Linked DNA regions of Mus musculus: region 1 is linked to region 2. The links are chromatin contacts, called in public HiChIP or PLAC-seq maps. All regions are on one chromosome and are shown on one strand. The core of a region is the stretch at or near the end of the contact, and the rest is flanking DNA. Distances in the headings are between cores, read along the strand shown.

The links. HiChIP or PLAC-seq counts read pairs in DNA pulled down with a chosen protein or histone mark.
Region 1: a contact with region 2 is called in an H3K27ac HiChIP or PLAC-seq map of the HPC-7 cell line, with 13 times the contacts expected there. The contact joins the promoter of Hibch here to the enhancer-like site in region 2. A contact is called at or near these places in 12 of 39 promoter capture datasets (the 3T3-L1 cell line, 3T3-L1-derived adipocytes, the C10 cell line and 7 more), 4 of 15 datasets of contacts at CTCF or cohesin (CD8 T cells, large pre-B cells, pro-B cells and 1 more), 135 of 484 Hi-C or Micro-C datasets (the 3T3-L1 cell line, 3T3-L1-derived adipocytes, the 63-12 cell line and 80 more), 19 of 115 datasets of contacts at active chromatin or transcription factors (the 230-238 cell line, the HPC-7 cell line, the SCID.adh cell line and 14 more) and 4 of 9 other capture datasets (adipose tissue, embryonic stem cells, liver and 1 more).

What each region holds. Positions count from the first base shown.
Region 1 is chr1:52,842,923-52,846,455 of GRCm38.p6, reverse strand. Hibch (3-hydroxyisobutyryl-Coenzyme A hydrolase) reads right to left here and starts at 1,418. Exons shown (of 14, transcript NM_146108.2): 1 at 1,312-1,418. The coding sequence starts at 1,346.
Region 2 is chr1:52,653,171-52,656,760 of GRCm38.p6, reverse strand. It overlaps a transcript of Mfsd6 not described here. Among named protein-coding and RNA genes, the nearest start is that of Nemp2, 24 kb to the right of the region's middle. Within about 2 kb of position 1,305, at least 81 of the 459 cell types and tissues checked have an H3K27ac peak or open chromatin away from gene starts, as enhancers often do. A contact at or near this core is called in the 230-238 cell line, the 63-12 cell line, B cells and 22 more, where this site is marked.

The DNA.
Region 1 (3,533 bases), core at 169-2,668, 190 kb before region 2:
CCATCATCAAGAAGCAACAACAATGATTATGTGAGCAGATGCTATTATTCACCACAAAAGAAAAAAGAGAAGCAAGGCAACTTCTACATGTAACAAAAATACCTGAGTATCGTTGGTGCTTTCTGCTAAAAAGGCACTATTCTTTTTAAGATGTTTTGTTTTGTTCTGTTTTTTGAGACAGGACTTCTCTGTGTAGCCTTGGCTATCCTGGAACTCACTCTATAGACCAGGCTGGCCTTGAACTTAGAAATCCCTGCCTCTATCTCCCAAGTACTGGGATTCAAGGCGTGCGCCACCATGCGCGGCTTAAGATGTGTTTTTAACTATGTATATATGTATGCCCATGTAAGTACAAGTGTCCAATGGATCCAGAAGAAACTATCAGATTCCTTGGAGACGGAGTTAAAGGTAGTTATGAGCCACACGGGAAGCAGAACTTTGTCCTCTTAGCCAGTCCTTTAAGAGCAGTATAGGCTCTTAAAACCGCGGAACCATCTCCCTAACTCCACTGGTAACTACTCATTTAGAACTAAGAAACATTCTATGCCTTTGCAGGAACCTTCCACAACAGACTGTAAGGCATAAGAAACGTGCAGACGGAACAAGGGTGCGTTCCACGTCTGAGATGCTCCTAGACTGCACAGATGTCTAACAGCACACATTTCATCGCCCAAAAGTACTTCAGTGAAGAGTTCCACAGGGGGGAAATTGAAGTTTTTGCGTATGGTACTGGGGAAAAGGAATTACACTAGCCAAAGCTCCTAAAATGGGTGCTACCACATTTCCTTCTGCCAAGGTCCGATTGCAGTGAGAGACACTCTTAGAAAGTTAATATCTGCACTGCTCCGGTCAAGCCACGCTAAATGGTCACAACATTATTCTGTGAGTTCCAATTGCCTGCGCTGCTACTACTGCTAGCTGAAATAATCAAGTTCCTTACCCGGAGCCCAGGTACACAACCTGTCATTTCTGTGTGACTTAAGAAAATACCCTACACAGTAAATCAGGTGGCACGTCCCCACACAGCGCCCAGTTCCAAGAAAGAAAATAAATAGGAGACAAACGGAGGGGGGAGAAAGTTGTGGGACGTCAAGGCCTAACAGATGCTAGAGGACGGAAAATGAAGGTGCTGTTGCAAGAAAAAGAGCAAAGTCAGAGGACGCATGTCGTTGCGATCGCCGCTGAGGTCGCCGCGGGGCAGCAAAGCAGAGGCTGCCATACAAAGGCGACTAGATCTGCGAGACCTGCGGGGACACTTGTGAGCCTTTTCCCCCAAGCCGGCCCTTAGCTCTGCCTTGCTCACCAACTCACCTCGACAGGAGCCGCCACGCATATGGCTGCCCCATGGCCTAAAAACCCAAGAGCAGAAGAAGCAGAGTGTAGTGGTTCCACCGGCTCTGGTAGTTAGACCCGCCCACAGCCCCGCCCACAGCCGATGAGAGCAGAGGAGAGCCGGGGTCACTGATGACAAGTCCTCCGGTGGGCCAGAGCGGCCCAACGCCTACACTTCCGCTGCGCTACGCTCACGGGCCCGGCCGGGCGGGGCGGGGCGGGGCAAAACAGGAGCAGTTAGGAAACCAGCAAGAGCAGTGGGCAGGGCCACACTAGACAGGGCCAGGCCGGGTAAAGGTGGGGCGGGTCCTGGCTAGGGGCGTTAACTAGTGAGGGGAGGAGGAAGAGGAGGAGCCAAGACGAAAGCTGAGAGGTGAGTAACCAAAGCAAAGAGAAAAGTAGAAAAACTTATTTATAATAGCCAGAAGCTGGAAAGAAGCCAGATGTCCTTCAACAGAGGAATGGAGATAGAAAATGTAGTACATTTACACAATGGAGTACTACTCCGCCATTAAAAACAATGACTTCATGAAATTCTTAGGCAAATGGATGGAACTAGAAAGTATCAATCCTGAGTAAGGTGACCCAATCACAAAAGAACACACAGTATGGATATGAGCCCAAAGGCTCGGCAAGATACAATTCACCGACCACAAGAAGCTCAAGAAGAAGGAAGACCAAAGTGTGGGTGCTTTGGTCCTTCTTAGAAGAGGAAATAAAATACCCACAGGAGGAAATACAGAGGCAAGTGTGGAGCAGAGACTGAAGGCAAGGCCATCCAGAGAATGCCCCACCTGGGGATCCATTCCATATATAGTCACCAAACCCAGAGACTTTTTATTGTAGGTGCCAACAAGTGCTTGCTGACAGGCGCCTGATACAGCTATCTCCAGAGAGGCTCTGTCAGAGCCTGACAAAGAGGTGGATGCTCACAGTCAACTATTGGACTGAGCACAGGGTCTCCAATGGAGGAGTTAAAGAAAGGAATGAAGGAGCTGAATTGGTTTGCAACTCCATAGGACAAACAACAATATCAACCAACCAGAACCCCCAGAGCTCCCAGGGACTAAACCACCAACCAAAGAGTACACATGGAGGGACCCATGGCTCCAGGTGCATATGTAGCAGATGATGGCCTTGTCAGGCATCAATGGGAGGAGAGGCCCTTGGTCCTGTGAAGGCTGGATGCCCCAGTGTAGGGGAATGCCAGGATGGGGAAGCCAGAGAGGGGGGTTGGTTGGTTGGGGGAGCATTGTCACAGAAGCAGGGGGAAGGGGGAGGGGATAGGAGGTTTCCATAGGAGAAGGAAAGGAAGAGAGGGGATAACATTTGAAATGTAAATAAAGAAAATATCTAATAAGAAATTTCAAAAACCTTTAAATATAATTTTTTTACTACCACATTTAATGTAAAAAGATTGCATTGCCTTTTCTTTGTAATATTGAGAAACAATAAATACGGTAGTGGTTTTTACTTTAAAAAATGGAAAGGAAAGGAGTTTGCTCCCTAGACTAGGCTGTCTTGAAATGCCCAGTTGATTATCTATGTTTGGCTTTTAAGTTTAATCAGCAGGTATTAATTGATCTGAAGGAGTTTGTGTAATTTTTTTTTTTTTTTTGGTTTTTTGAGACAGGGTTTCTCTGTATAGACCTGGCTGTCCTGGAGCTCACTTTGTAGACCAGGCTGGTCTCGAACTCAGAAATCCACCTGCCTCTGCCTCCCGAGTGCTGGGATGAAAGGCATGTGCCACCATGCCTGGCTGTGTAATTTTAATAATTTTTTAATGAAAAGGTAAATTTAAACCAGACCCGATGACACACACCTATAATTCCAGCACTCAGAAACCTGAAACAGAATGGTCACCTGGGCTACACAGCAAGACCCTGTCTAGGAAAACTAAGTAAATTAAATGTTCTTTGAGTCAGAAACATATGAGATGCATTTGACATTGAGGAAAGACCAGAGTTTAGTACTCTACATAGCTGAACTTGCTTCGAAACATTGCTAATTATCTTCAGAAAAGTTACAGATCCCTCAGTCTTCCTCTGAGACAAAATATCTGATTAAGAGAATGCTCACAAACTAGAAATATCAGTGAAAACATACCTGTTCTGGAAAGCAGCTTATTAAATAAACCCCATATTTAACTGTCCACTGTGGTGATTTGAACATACTTGGCCCAAAGGAGTGGCACTATTTGG
Region 2 (3,590 bases), core at 56-2,555:
AGATGTATTTATTATGCTCGTGCAATTACAGAAATGAAGTGGGAGACAGGCTGAGCCCCACCTATGAATGTACAGTATGTGGATTGTGAAAGTGACTGTAGGGAATCAGAGCGTTGTATCTTGTGTTTACAATTCTGGTTGATTTCTTTGAAAAGCTGCTGGTTTGGGAAATGCACAGTGGGTGTATTGAAATAAAAGGTAAATACCATTTTTAAATATTTCGTAAATGAAAAACACGTGACCAAACAAGAGAACATCCTCTGCTCTGTAATGAATGACACCAAATTCAATATGCCTTCGTTACAAAATGTTTACTGTGAGCGTCGATCCAACAGTGCAGTAATTTCTAGCCTTTTGAGCTGACACCTTCACGAGTTTGTGGACTTTGTGACTTTTTCTTCCTGTTCTTACAGTGCCATATGTCACTTGAAAAATATTAAAGTGAATTCCAATTAAACTTGATTTGAGAATTTTATAACCTCTCTTGAGATCCTTAGAAATACTCAGGGATGTCAAAGCTGAGGCTAGGAATCACTACCATAGTGATTTGTCCTGCTCCTCTCTGCCTGCAGGAAGTTATGCTACCCTAGAGTTCTGTGTGAACCCAACTTGGCTCGATGCTATTAACTAGACTATTCTTTTTTTTTAATTAGGTATTTTCCTTGTTTACATTTTCAATGCTATCCCAAAGGTCCCCCATACCCACCCCCCCAACCCCTTACCCACCCACTCCCCCTTTTTGGCCCTGGCGTTCCCCTGTACTGGGGCATATAAAGTTTGCAAGTCCAATGGGCCTCTCTTTGCAGTGATGGCTGACTAGGCCATCTTTTGATACATATGCAGCTAAAGACAAGAGCTCCAGGGTACTGGTTAGTTCATATTGTTGTTCCACCTATAGGGTTGCAGTTCCCTTTAGCTCCTTGGGTACTTTCTCTAGCTCCTCCATTGGGAGCCCTGTGATCCATCCATTAGCTGACTGTGATCATCCACTTCTGTATTTGCTAGGCCCCGGCATAGTCTCACAAGAGAGAGCTATATCTGGGTCCTTTTAGCAAAATTTTGCTAGTGTGTGCAATGGTGTCAGCGTTTGGAAGCTGATTATGGGATGGATCCCTGCATATGGCAATCACTAGATGGTCCATCTTTTTTGTCACAGCTCCAAATTTTGTCTCTGTAACTAGACTATTCTTAAAGCAGAGTAATAGTACATGCCAAAGGCCAGCACAGCTCAAGAGCCAGAGTCATAGGACAGTGCTACTTTATCGTCCTAGTGAGCTTGCAGTGGCAGGAAGTTGCAGTGGCAGGAAGTTGCAGTGGCAGGAAGTTGCAGTGGCAGGAAGTTGCAGTGGCAGAAAGCAGGCAGGTGGCTAGCACTCCCGGGGATTTGCAGCTTGCTCATGGGACTCCTAAGCAATATGCCTCTCGGCATATCAGTTAAGTAGAGCAGCTGCAAAAGGGGAAGTTCATCCATGGTTAGGTCATTTGTTTTTCAAAAGCCCTACCTGGTATACATAACCTTCCCCATTGAAAATATGAGGATTCTTAAGCGAATAGGGCCTAAGTTATGGGATCATGGTCAGAGCCAGGACACAGACTCAACTCTTGCTAACACCAGAGCCCTGCCTACCACCTTCCCATCCTAGTGGGAGGGAAAGCGTCCACGGTGGTACAAGACATAAATAGCCAAGCCATGAGTTCTGTGTGCCTGAAACCTATGTGTGTTTGTTTCTATTCTTGATTTCTAGACATTCTCTAAAACCTTAAATCAGCATCCCAAGCAATAGCCTTACCAATAAAACGTCCTGACAAGATTGTAGGCTACTTTTGTTGTCCCAGTATGAGTGCTATGGGCTGCTTGTGACTCTTACAGTGGATATGTACCTACTGTGTCTCTGAGGATTTCTATCTTTTTTTGTTTGGTTGGTTGGCTTTATTGTTTGTAGAACATGATTTTAGTATTTTCAACTGTTAATATTCAACAAACAGAATCATTTTAAGATATATTTTGTTGTATTTCATTTCTGATTTTATTAATTTAGATACTGTCTTTGTGCCCTCTGGTTAGTCTGGCTAAGGGTTTATCTACCTTGTTGATTTTTCTCAAAAAAACAGCTTCTGATTTTGATTCTCTGTAGAGTTGGTTTTGTTTCTACTTGGTTGATTTCAGCCCTGAGTTTGATTATTTCCTGCCATCTACTCCTCTAGGGTGTATTTGCTTCTTTTTGTTCTAGAGCTTTCAGGTGTGCTGTCAAGCTCCTGTAAGCTCTCTCCAATTTCTTTTGGGAGAACTTAGAGCTATGAGTTTTCCTCTTACAACTGCTTTCCTTGTGTCCCATAAATTTTGGTATGATGTGTCTTCATTTTCATTAAATTCTAAAAAGCGTTTCATTTTTTTTCTTTTTTTCTTCCTTGACTGAGTTATCATTGTGTAGAGCATTGTTCAGCTTCCACGTGTATGTGTGCTTTCTGTTGTTTTTATTGATATTTAAGACCAGCCTTAGTCTGTGGTGATCTGATAGTGTGCATGGAATAATTTCAATCTTCTTGTATCTGTTGAGGCCTGTTTTGTGACTGATTATATGGTCAGTTTTGGAGAAGGTACCATGAGGTGCTGAGAAGAAGGTATATTCTTTTGCTTTAGGATGAAATGTTCTATAGATATTGTTAGATCCGTTTGGTTAATAAGTTCTGTTAGTGTCTCTGTTTAGTTTCTGTTTCCCTGATCTGTCTATTCCTGAAAGTGGGGTGTTGAAGTCTCCCACTATTATTGTATGGGGTACAATGTGTGCTTTGAGCTTTAGTAAAGTTTCTTTTATGAATGTGGGTGCCCTTGCATTTGGACCATAGATATTCAGAATTGAGAGTTCTTCTTGGTTGATTTTTCATTTGACCAGTATAAAGTGTCCTTCCTTATCTTTTTTGATAACTTTTGGTTGAAAGTTGATTTTATTGGATATTAGAATGGCTACTCCAGCTTGTTTCTTGGGACCACTTGCTTAGAAAAATGTTTTCCAACCTTTTACTCTGAGGTAGTCTCTGTCTTTGTCACTGAGGTACATTTCCTGTATGCAGCAAAATGCTGGGTCCTGTTTACGTAGCCAGTCTGTTAATCAATGTCTTTCTATTGGGGAACTGAGTCCACTGATGTTAAGAGATGTTAAGGAAAAGTGATTGTTACTTCCTGTTATTTTTGTGGGTTTCTATCTTTAAACCACTTCCTGTGATGCAAACTGTCATGCAAGACATCACTTATGGGAAGTCTGGGGGCCTTTACTTCCTTAAGTTCTGCAAGAGCACTTGGATCCAAGTTAGGTGACTCTGTGAAGGTGAGAGTATGATTATGAGAGATGATTACTGGAGAGGGAAAGGGTGATTTCCCATCCAGACATCCTTCAGTGCATTGAGACAAGACACTTAAAACTCTAAACCACTCACGTAGTTTACACAAAAGCTTTAATAACTCCCTGACACAGAACTTCTAAGCCAACGGACATCTGGGAAAGTGATGCTTGTATGAGAACAGGAATTGGGAGGTGAAAGAAAAGTTCTTTTTCAAATCAGAAATCATATAGCTTAGGCAGGGCCAGCTG